Regions from separate parts of the Ovis aries genome. Here region 1 is linked to region 2. The links are chromatin contacts, called in public Hi-C maps. All regions are on one chromosome and are shown on one strand. The core of a region is the stretch at or near the end of the contact, and the rest is flanking DNA. Distances in the headings are between cores, read along the strand shown. Region 1 has its middle 59 kb from the start of CREBBP. Region 2 overlaps TRAP1 (TNF receptor associated protein 1).

What was found. A called contact is a pair of places that touch in the nucleus more often than the background predicts.
Region 1: a Hi-C map of liver shows a contact between it and region 2, with 5 times the contacts expected there. The contact joins two enhancer-like sites. A contact is called at or near these places in 4 of 16 Hi-C or Micro-C datasets (hypothalamus, liver and tail adipose tissue).

Annotation. Positions count from the first base shown.
Region 1 is chr24:3,796,445-3,800,741 of ARS-UI_Ramb_v3.0, forward strand. No RefSeq gene overlaps it. Among named protein-coding and RNA genes, the nearest start is that of CREBBP, 59 kb to the left of the region's middle. Within about 2 kb of position 2,532, at least 2 of the 54 cell types and tissues checked have an H3K27ac peak or open chromatin away from gene starts, as enhancers often do. A contact at or near this core is called in liver, where this site is marked.
Region 2 is chr24:3,581,730-3,585,620 of ARS-UI_Ramb_v3.0, forward strand. TRAP1 (TNF receptor associated protein 1) reads right to left here. Exons shown (of 18, transcript XM_015104052.3): 2 at 1,624-1,791; 3 at 777-859. Among named protein-coding and RNA genes, the nearest start is that of TRAP1, 30 kb to the right of the region's middle. Within about 2 kb of position 1,647, at least 15 of the 54 cell types and tissues checked have an H3K27ac peak or open chromatin away from gene starts, as enhancers often do. A contact at or near this core is called in liver, where this site is marked.

The DNA.
Region 1 (4,297 bases), core at 1,282-3,781, 220 kb after region 2:
GGAGTAACCAGAACTCTCCAGCCCTACTGTAGGAGTGTAAAGTGGTACAACCACTTTTGAAACCCGGCTTCTTTTACTATCAGACATATACTTATCCATGATCGGCAATTCCACTACTAGATATTTACCCAAGAGAAAATGTTCATAGCAACATTACTCATAATGGCTAAAAAGTGGAAACAATCACATTTTACAACCAGATTTCAAAAGTGGAAACAAACACGTCAGTCCATCAACTAATGAAGGAAGAAACATATTAGGACAGATCCACACAACAGAATTCTACTCAGTAATAACAAGGAAACAATAGCTGATACGAAAAAACATGGTTGGATCTCAGAGACACTATGTTGAACCAAAGAAAACAGTACACACAGAATAACACATTTGCCAAAACTCATTGGACTGTAGACTTTAAATATATGCATTTAAATAGGGAAATTGGATTAAACAAACTAAAAGGAGCATGTGTATCTGGAAATAAATGACCTAGGTTTGAGTCTTTCATCCTGGTTCCACATTTAAAAGGTTGTGTGACCTTGGACAATTTATGCAGCCTTAATAAGCCTCAGTTTCCTCATCTGGAGAATGGGGCTACAGCTCAGATGTGGGAAGGGGAATACTCCTTGTCCTATCCAGGTGTTGTATGTTCTTAAGAATGGCTCTGTGCTTATCACATGCCAGGTGGGACGCTGAACAGTTTGAACAAAAGGGCAACAGTTTGGACAGGAAGAAATGTGCACACCAGGCTCCTGGACTCCATCCTTTCACCCTTGAATTCCTTGGGGTTGGGGAGAGGGGTGTGTTTGTTTGCTTGGACTGCCATAACAAATTGCCCCAGACTGTGTTCCTTAAACAACAGAAATTAATTTTCTCACTGTTTTGGAGGTTGGAAGTCCAAGGTGAAGGTCCCCTTGGCTTTCTCACTCTGCTCACATGGTCTGTCCTCTGTGATTCCTTCTCTTCTTATAAGGACCCCAGATGGACTGGACTGGGGCCAACCATAACAGCTCTCCTTTCAAATGAACATCTCTTTTAAGATCCCATCTTTAAATGCAGTCACAGTCTGAGGGAGTAGGGATTAGGGCTTCAACATATGGATTTGAGGGGACACAATACAGCCCATAAAGGGGGTTGAATTCAGATTTGGTCCCTCTTGGATAGGCATGTCTAAGGACAGGGCCTTTACCCTTGACTAGTTGAAGGTCAGTTCAGGATAATTGGTAGAAACAGCATATCAGTTTACTTGTTTTGTCATTTCATAGGTGCATAACAGTGATCGTGTATGGATATGAGAGTTGGATGGTGAAGAAAGCTGAGCACCAAAGAATTGATGCTTTTGAACTGTGTTGTTGGAGAAGACTCTTGGGAGTCCCTTGGACTGCAAGGAGATCCAACCAGTCCATCCTAAAGGAGATCAGACCTGGGTGTTCTTTGGAAGGACTGATGCTGAAGCTGAAACTCCAGTATTTTGGCCACCTGATGCGAAGAGCTGACTCATTGGAAAAGACCCTGATGCTGGGAGGGATTGAGGGCAGGAGAAGGGGACAACAGAGGATGAGATGGCTGGATGGCATCACTGACTCGATGGACATGAGTTTGGGTAAACTCCAGGAGTTGGTGATGGACAGGGAGGCCTGGTGTGCTGCGATTCATGGGGTCACAAAGAGTCAGACACGACTGAGCGATGGAACTGAACTGAACTGAACCTGGGATGCAGCACTTACACTGCCCCTCACCTACAAGGGAGCATAGTCTTACGCCATAGGATTGCTGGGACTAGCACATGGATCAACACTATTAATAATATTTATATCAAAGTATAAGGCTGTGTTCTTAGTTGTACAATAAAATCACCCCAGGGACTTCTCTGGCAGTCCAGTGGTTAAGACGCTGGGCTTCCACTGCAGGGGGAATATGTTCCATTTCTGGTCAGGGAACTAAAATCCCGCATTAACTGTCCACTGGCAAAAAAAAAAAAAAAAAAAAAATCACCCCAGCAAAGGTGGAAAATCTTGATGCCCAGGCTCCCCATACCACCCTCTCTCCCCCTTCAATTGGTCTCGGGTGGGGCCCAGATACTTGCCCTTTAAGAAGTCCCCCGCCCAGTGATTCCAAGCGAACTACCAAGGTTAAGGGGCCACAGAAGCGTTTTGATGGTTTCTACGGGTAGATTAGGGGCTGGGAGTACACTGTGCACTTGGACTCGGACTTTTAATACTAGAACCCCTCTGGATGGTCTCAGGGCCCCTCCCTTCTGCTTCTCTAGAAGAAACAGATCCTTGAGGACCGAGGCTGGGTTACAACCTCGTCCCAGCCCTGCTCCCAGTCCAGCTCCTTTCTTGCCCTAGGCACTGCGCATCAGAAACCTCTGCAGGACGCGGGGCAGAAGCATCGCGAGCGCAGGGCGCACTCGCGCTGTTCCTCCTGCTTACGTTTATCCAGGGACCTGGGACTCAGGTGTTCCGGATCGGGGCCGGTGGGACGCGCGGGGAGGGCCGGCTCTGGGCACTGTCAGCGCTAGGTGGCGCCCGCCGGCGGGCTCGGCCCGGCTCCTGGGAATCCTTGGGGCCCCGGGGAATCCCGGCAGAGTGGCTGGGGGAGGGGAGAGGGCGGTTCCTCGCTTCTTTAGCAGGACTGTCGGGAGGATCACGTGCAAGAACTTCTCAAGATCCAGCCCTTGCCAGGCCCCTGAAGAAGGTGGACGGCATGTTAAGCTCATTTCCTCCTGCCTCCTCTTACTGCGGGGATGGAGAGGAAGTGCGGGGGGACAGGAGGCTGTTTTTTTTCGGGTGGATTGTTCCTCTCTGTTAGCAAATCTGGACGATTCTTCGAAGGTTTCCTGCTCAACACGTGCCACAGAGGACTGCAGATTGGCAAGAAAATCACATTTTTAAAACACAGGAAATTTATCCGAACCAAAGTCAAGTTTTCCCTTTCCATTAAAATGTAAGGAGAAGAGCGTCGCAATGAGGACCCTGAGACACTGTAAAGTCCCTACCTAAAAAGGATCTCGTTTTGTTCAGGGTTATTTTCATGCAGAGTGCTTTAGGTATAACAACTTTAGAACCAGGGAACCATCAATGTGGTTGCTGTTAACAGGGGCCCCTCCCTAATGCAGAACATCCCAGAAAATTCAGAAGGTGTCATCTTGCAGTTCTGAATACTTAAAATATTTCCTTTTGAGAAACTTGAGTTAGCTTTTGTAAAATGGCCTTTCTCTATGTTACCAGTTCTTTCTTTTTCTCCCTCCCCATTATATTTTAGCAGTCTCTTCAACTAACACTTATTTGCCAATCTCTGAGTCAGACCTTGGAAAATACACAATCACAAAACAATGAATAGTAGGAAACTCACCTACTCCATCATCACAATCCAATTCTAGAACATTTCTATCCCCTAAGTTTCGCTAGTGATTAATTGCAGTCTATCCTCATTTTCATCCCGAGTCCTCCGGCAGACCCTGACCTTCCTTCTATCTCTATTGACATTTCACGTTGATGGCGGTACTGTATGTGTGGTCTTTTGTGTCTGGTTTCTCTCACCGAGCAGGGTGTTTTCAAAGTTTATCTGTGTTGTAGAGTGTGTCACAGCTTCATTCTTCTTCACAGAGGAATAGCAGCCCATTGTATGGATGGGTCCCATTTTGCTTATTAGCTGATGACACATTTAGGTCATTTGTATTTGGGGGCTTTTATAACACATCTATGTGCAGTCACATTCAGACCTTTGTGTGGACAGATGTTTTCATGTCTCTTTGGAAGGCAGCTACGCTCACCACTATACCACCAGTGCTGCACTTCATGTCTCTTTGGTAAGTATCTAGAAATGGAAATTACTGGATATTATGGTATATTTACGCTTAACATCTTTAAACACTGTCAATTTTTCTTTTCCCAAAGTGTCTGTACCATTTTAAATTCCCATCAGCAATATAATTTCAGTCCTCCACATGCTTGCCAACATTGACTTCTTTTTGATGATACCCTTCCTAGTGGGTGTGAAGTGGTACCTAATTGTAGTTGGGTTTTTTTTTTTAAGTCTATTTTATTTCTTCTAGGCCATGCCATGGGTTTGTGGGATCTTAATTCCCTGACCAGGGATTGAACCTGGGTCCTTGGCAATGAAAGCACAGAATCCTAACCACTGGACTGCTCAGGAATTCCCACCTAAGTGTAGTTTTAACTTACATTTTCCCAATGAATGATAATGTTGAGCATCTTTTCAAGTGCTTATTGGCCATTTGAATATTTTTGTTGAAATGTCTGTTCAAATCTTTTGTCCACTTTAAAAAGTA
Region 2 (3,891 bases), core at 397-2,896:
GCTTTAGTCGTGTCCGACTCTGTGCGACCCCACAGACGGCAGCCCACCAGGCTCCTCTGTCCCTGGGATTCTCCAGGCAAGAACACTGGAGTGGGTTGCCATTTCCTTCTCCAATGCATGAAAATGAAAAGTGAAAGTGAAGTTGCTCAGTTGTGTCTGACTCTTTGCGACCCCATAGACTGTAGCCTACCAGGCTCTTCTGTCCATGGGATTTTCCAGGCAAGAGTACTGGAGTGGGCTGCCATTGCCTTCTCCAAGCTGCGCTTTACCCCTCTCAAATTCTCTGCATTTTAGCAACAACGAGCATGGAACCACAGCCTATCAGCCTGGAGCAGCTTTGTCTCCTCACAAAGGCCCCAAGCGCTCCTTGCTGCTCTGCTCTACACAGGGGGGTCTTCTTCCTTCAGCCCCACAGACCATGGCTGGTGAGGCCAGGTGACGAGGGAGGTGAATCTGGGGTCCAGAGCCCGTGGGCAACACCCCAGAAATGGACCTCAGTAGGGAAGGCCCCACGCCAACACCTGAGACTTTAAAATTAACAGCAAAATGCATAACTTCCCAGGTTCAGTGTGGCTCAAAGAATTACCTGGATATATCTGTCCATAAACCCCAATGGATTTTGGTAAGAATACTCTCATTGGTAGCCAAGATCAGTACTTGTCCAAATTTAATGCCTTCTCACTGCTAACCCACTAGCTGGCATCTCCCCAGGACAGCACAGAAACAGTCTTGCCAACAGAACCAGCCAGCGCTGGGAGTGATTAGCAGGCACGCACCTCTTTTTCTGAGTACAGGGAACGGGCAACAATGTCTAGGAGCTTCTTCGTCTCAGCCTGGAACTCGTGTTTGGTAGCAGAACCTAGTAACGAACCACAGACGCAACCAGGGAAGTTTAACGTCTTTTTTCACAGAAGAACATGCTTTGCAACATTCAAAAAAATCTTTAAGATAAGGAGTTTTAAACATTTTTCAAAACAGTGAACGACAACAAAAAAACCCCAACCATCTGGGGCTCAGACAGAAGAGCAGATCAGGGGCTCCCTTTCCCCGAGAAGCGCCGACAAGCCAGCACCCACCCTCCCCGCCGCAGCCTGCAGGCCTCAGGTCCCGCTGCTTGGAGAAGCTGCCGACCTGCCTCCACAACCAGACCCCGGATTCGATTCTTGAATGCGGTGGTTTCCAGATTAATCATTTAGAAAGCAAAGGAGAAAACCTCACTCCTCTTAACCCAAGCATTAAATACTCTGTTGCTGTCTCATCTGAAAGCCAGAAACGGATTCGCGGCAGGACCGGCTCCAGAGCCTGCCCTCCACACGTCCCGGGAACGCAGGGCCGTGCTGAGCTTCCGTCCGCTTGGTGATCATTAGCAGATGTGCAGGCGCCTGCGCCAACTCCCGGTGACCACCAGAGGGCGCCAAACGCGCCAGGATGGAAGTCAGAAGCGCCGGGGAAGCCGGAAATGCAGGAGGCATTGTTTTGGGACCCCTCCCTCCAACCAAGCCCTTCCTTCGTCTGAAGTGAGTGCGTGGCTCCCTCAAGCACGGCTTCTGCCTCAGTACCCCCGCGGGAGCCAGCGTTCTCCGGGGCCCCTGACCGAACGCCCCAACCCTGCACCAGCCTCACCCTGCACGGTCTCCGAGCTGCTGATGACCGAGTGCAGGGGCCCCGCCTCCGCCTGGTCCTCAGCAGCCTGGGAGCTGAAAGGCCGTCCCACGTGGAAGCTCGAGGCCAGGCTTCGCTGGGGACCCCAGGACTGAGCTGGGAGCCTCCAGGGACACAGAACTGGTTTTCCTGAAAAGACAAACATGAGGAAGAAAGAATTAACAGGACATCAGGACAGAATACCCTGATTTGTTCACACCAAAGCCGGCTCCAGAGACCAGTGTCACCCTGGAGAAATCGGAAGTGACAAGCTCCGTGCATCTAGCCGGTAGTCGGCAGGTAGTTTTGCTAACACCGCCCCACACATGGCAAATACCGAGAACGCAGAGAACTCGGGGCAGAACGGCAGGAACAGGCAGCTACCTTATGACGCCACTTCCCACGTGCGCCCCGATTTGGTGCACAAACCTACCAAACTCAATGTGCCTCCATGCTCGCAGCCCCTCCCAGAGCCAGAAATAACAACAGGCCAGCCTTCCTTACTGTGTAACTAACATGGAAAAAGGAGAAAAAATACTCCCTAAGAAGGAGACAAATTTTTAGATGTGCATGTTCCAAAACTGTCCCGTCATCTTCCAAAAAATCTTCATTGAGTCCTTTCTTCTCCTGTCCACAAGAGTCTTTTAAATTAGTGCATTTAAAGTCTGCAAACCAGGGCATGATCTCCTCTGCCTCATAACTAGGAATGGGATTCAGTGTCTCTCCAGTTACTTTTCAGTAACTCCCTTCAGCACAGTGGATCGAGGAACCACTGCGCGGGGAGAAGGAAAACCCACCCCCATGACACTGCACCCCGGCCCGGCGTGGCTGCCGGCGCCACAGAAAGACACACGGCCCCTCCACCCAACAGGCAGAATTCAGCCAGTCCTCACCAGCACCCTGAAGACACTGGCCGGGGGCCGGCGCTGTGTAGAGGGGCTCACTGCCCAGCACTCTGAAGGCTCCTAACACAGGACACCCTGTGTCAAAGTCTAGGCCACGACAAGCTGCGGCTGCCGGTTACACACTACGCACGTGTGGCGCTCAGGGAGGAATGAGTTAGAAGTAACTCGTGGCTTTCAAAATCAATGTTATCAGCTTCCACATTCCTACAAGGTGTAAATATCTGCCTTCTGTTTAAGCTTATTTTTGGATTTATAGATAACACACACTTTAGCCTTTACCTATATGAGGAATACCTTTAAAACCAGCCTAATTTAGAAAACATTCAGTTTCCAGATAGTTTGAATATTTAATTCTCTGGCCTAGCTGCACTGTTCACTTACTCCATACAGCTAACCTGTTCCCCCTAAAAAACTGGGGTATTTCTTCTGGAATTAAGTGGCATTTGGTTATAGCATTCAAGTCTGCACCAGCCCAGGCAGGGCTGCTGGGGTCCCCGTGGTCCCAGATGGCGCTGACGCAAGACGTACGACGCCAGCAGACTGTGTGACCCACACCGCCTCCCCTCCCGGGACAGTGCTCCTGGCTCCCCACAAAAGCTGGGGACCCTCTGCTTTAAACTGAGGGGACTTCAGGCTGAAATCAGTGAGGGATGCGAGACCTGGCTGGGCCTCAGGATGCAGTGTGGACTCAGCTCTCCGTGGAGCATCGCCCTCCACGTACGAGCACTTGGACCACTGAAACTGGGAGTGACAGGGAGGCCCCCAGAGGAAGGCGGGAGGCAGCCCCGGAAGCACAGACTGGCAGTGTTCCTGATGCTCCCACGTAAGCCCGAGGACACTGAAAGTATGTTAGAGATTCTTACATCAAACAACCGCTCCCTGTTCAGGGGCCTCAGGAAAGGACAGAGAGAATGAGAGAGCCTGTGTGTCTGTCTGTCCGTGTGTGTCTGTGTCTGTCTGTGTGTGTATGTGTGTCTGTGTGTGTGTAAAGGACAGTGTGTGTATGTGTGTCTGTGTGTGTAAAGGACAGTGTGTGTGTGTAAAGGGCTGTGTGTGTGTGTCTGTGTATGTGTCTCTGTGTGTGTGTAAAGGACAGTGTGTGTGTGTCTGTGTCTGTGTGTCTGTGTGTGTAAAGGACAGTGTGTGTGTGTGTGTGTGTAAAGGGCTGTGTGTGTGCGTGCACATGTGTGGTGTCCCAGGGCGCCTCCTTCCAGCAGTGGCTCGCGGGCGCGCTGACCCTGGCCCGAGCCTCCCCAGCTCCTCCGCCGCCCTTGCCCTGGCATACCCAGGGTCCTTGGCCTTCCAGGTGGCCCCCTGCCTGCACACTGCTCCATGCAACCTGTCC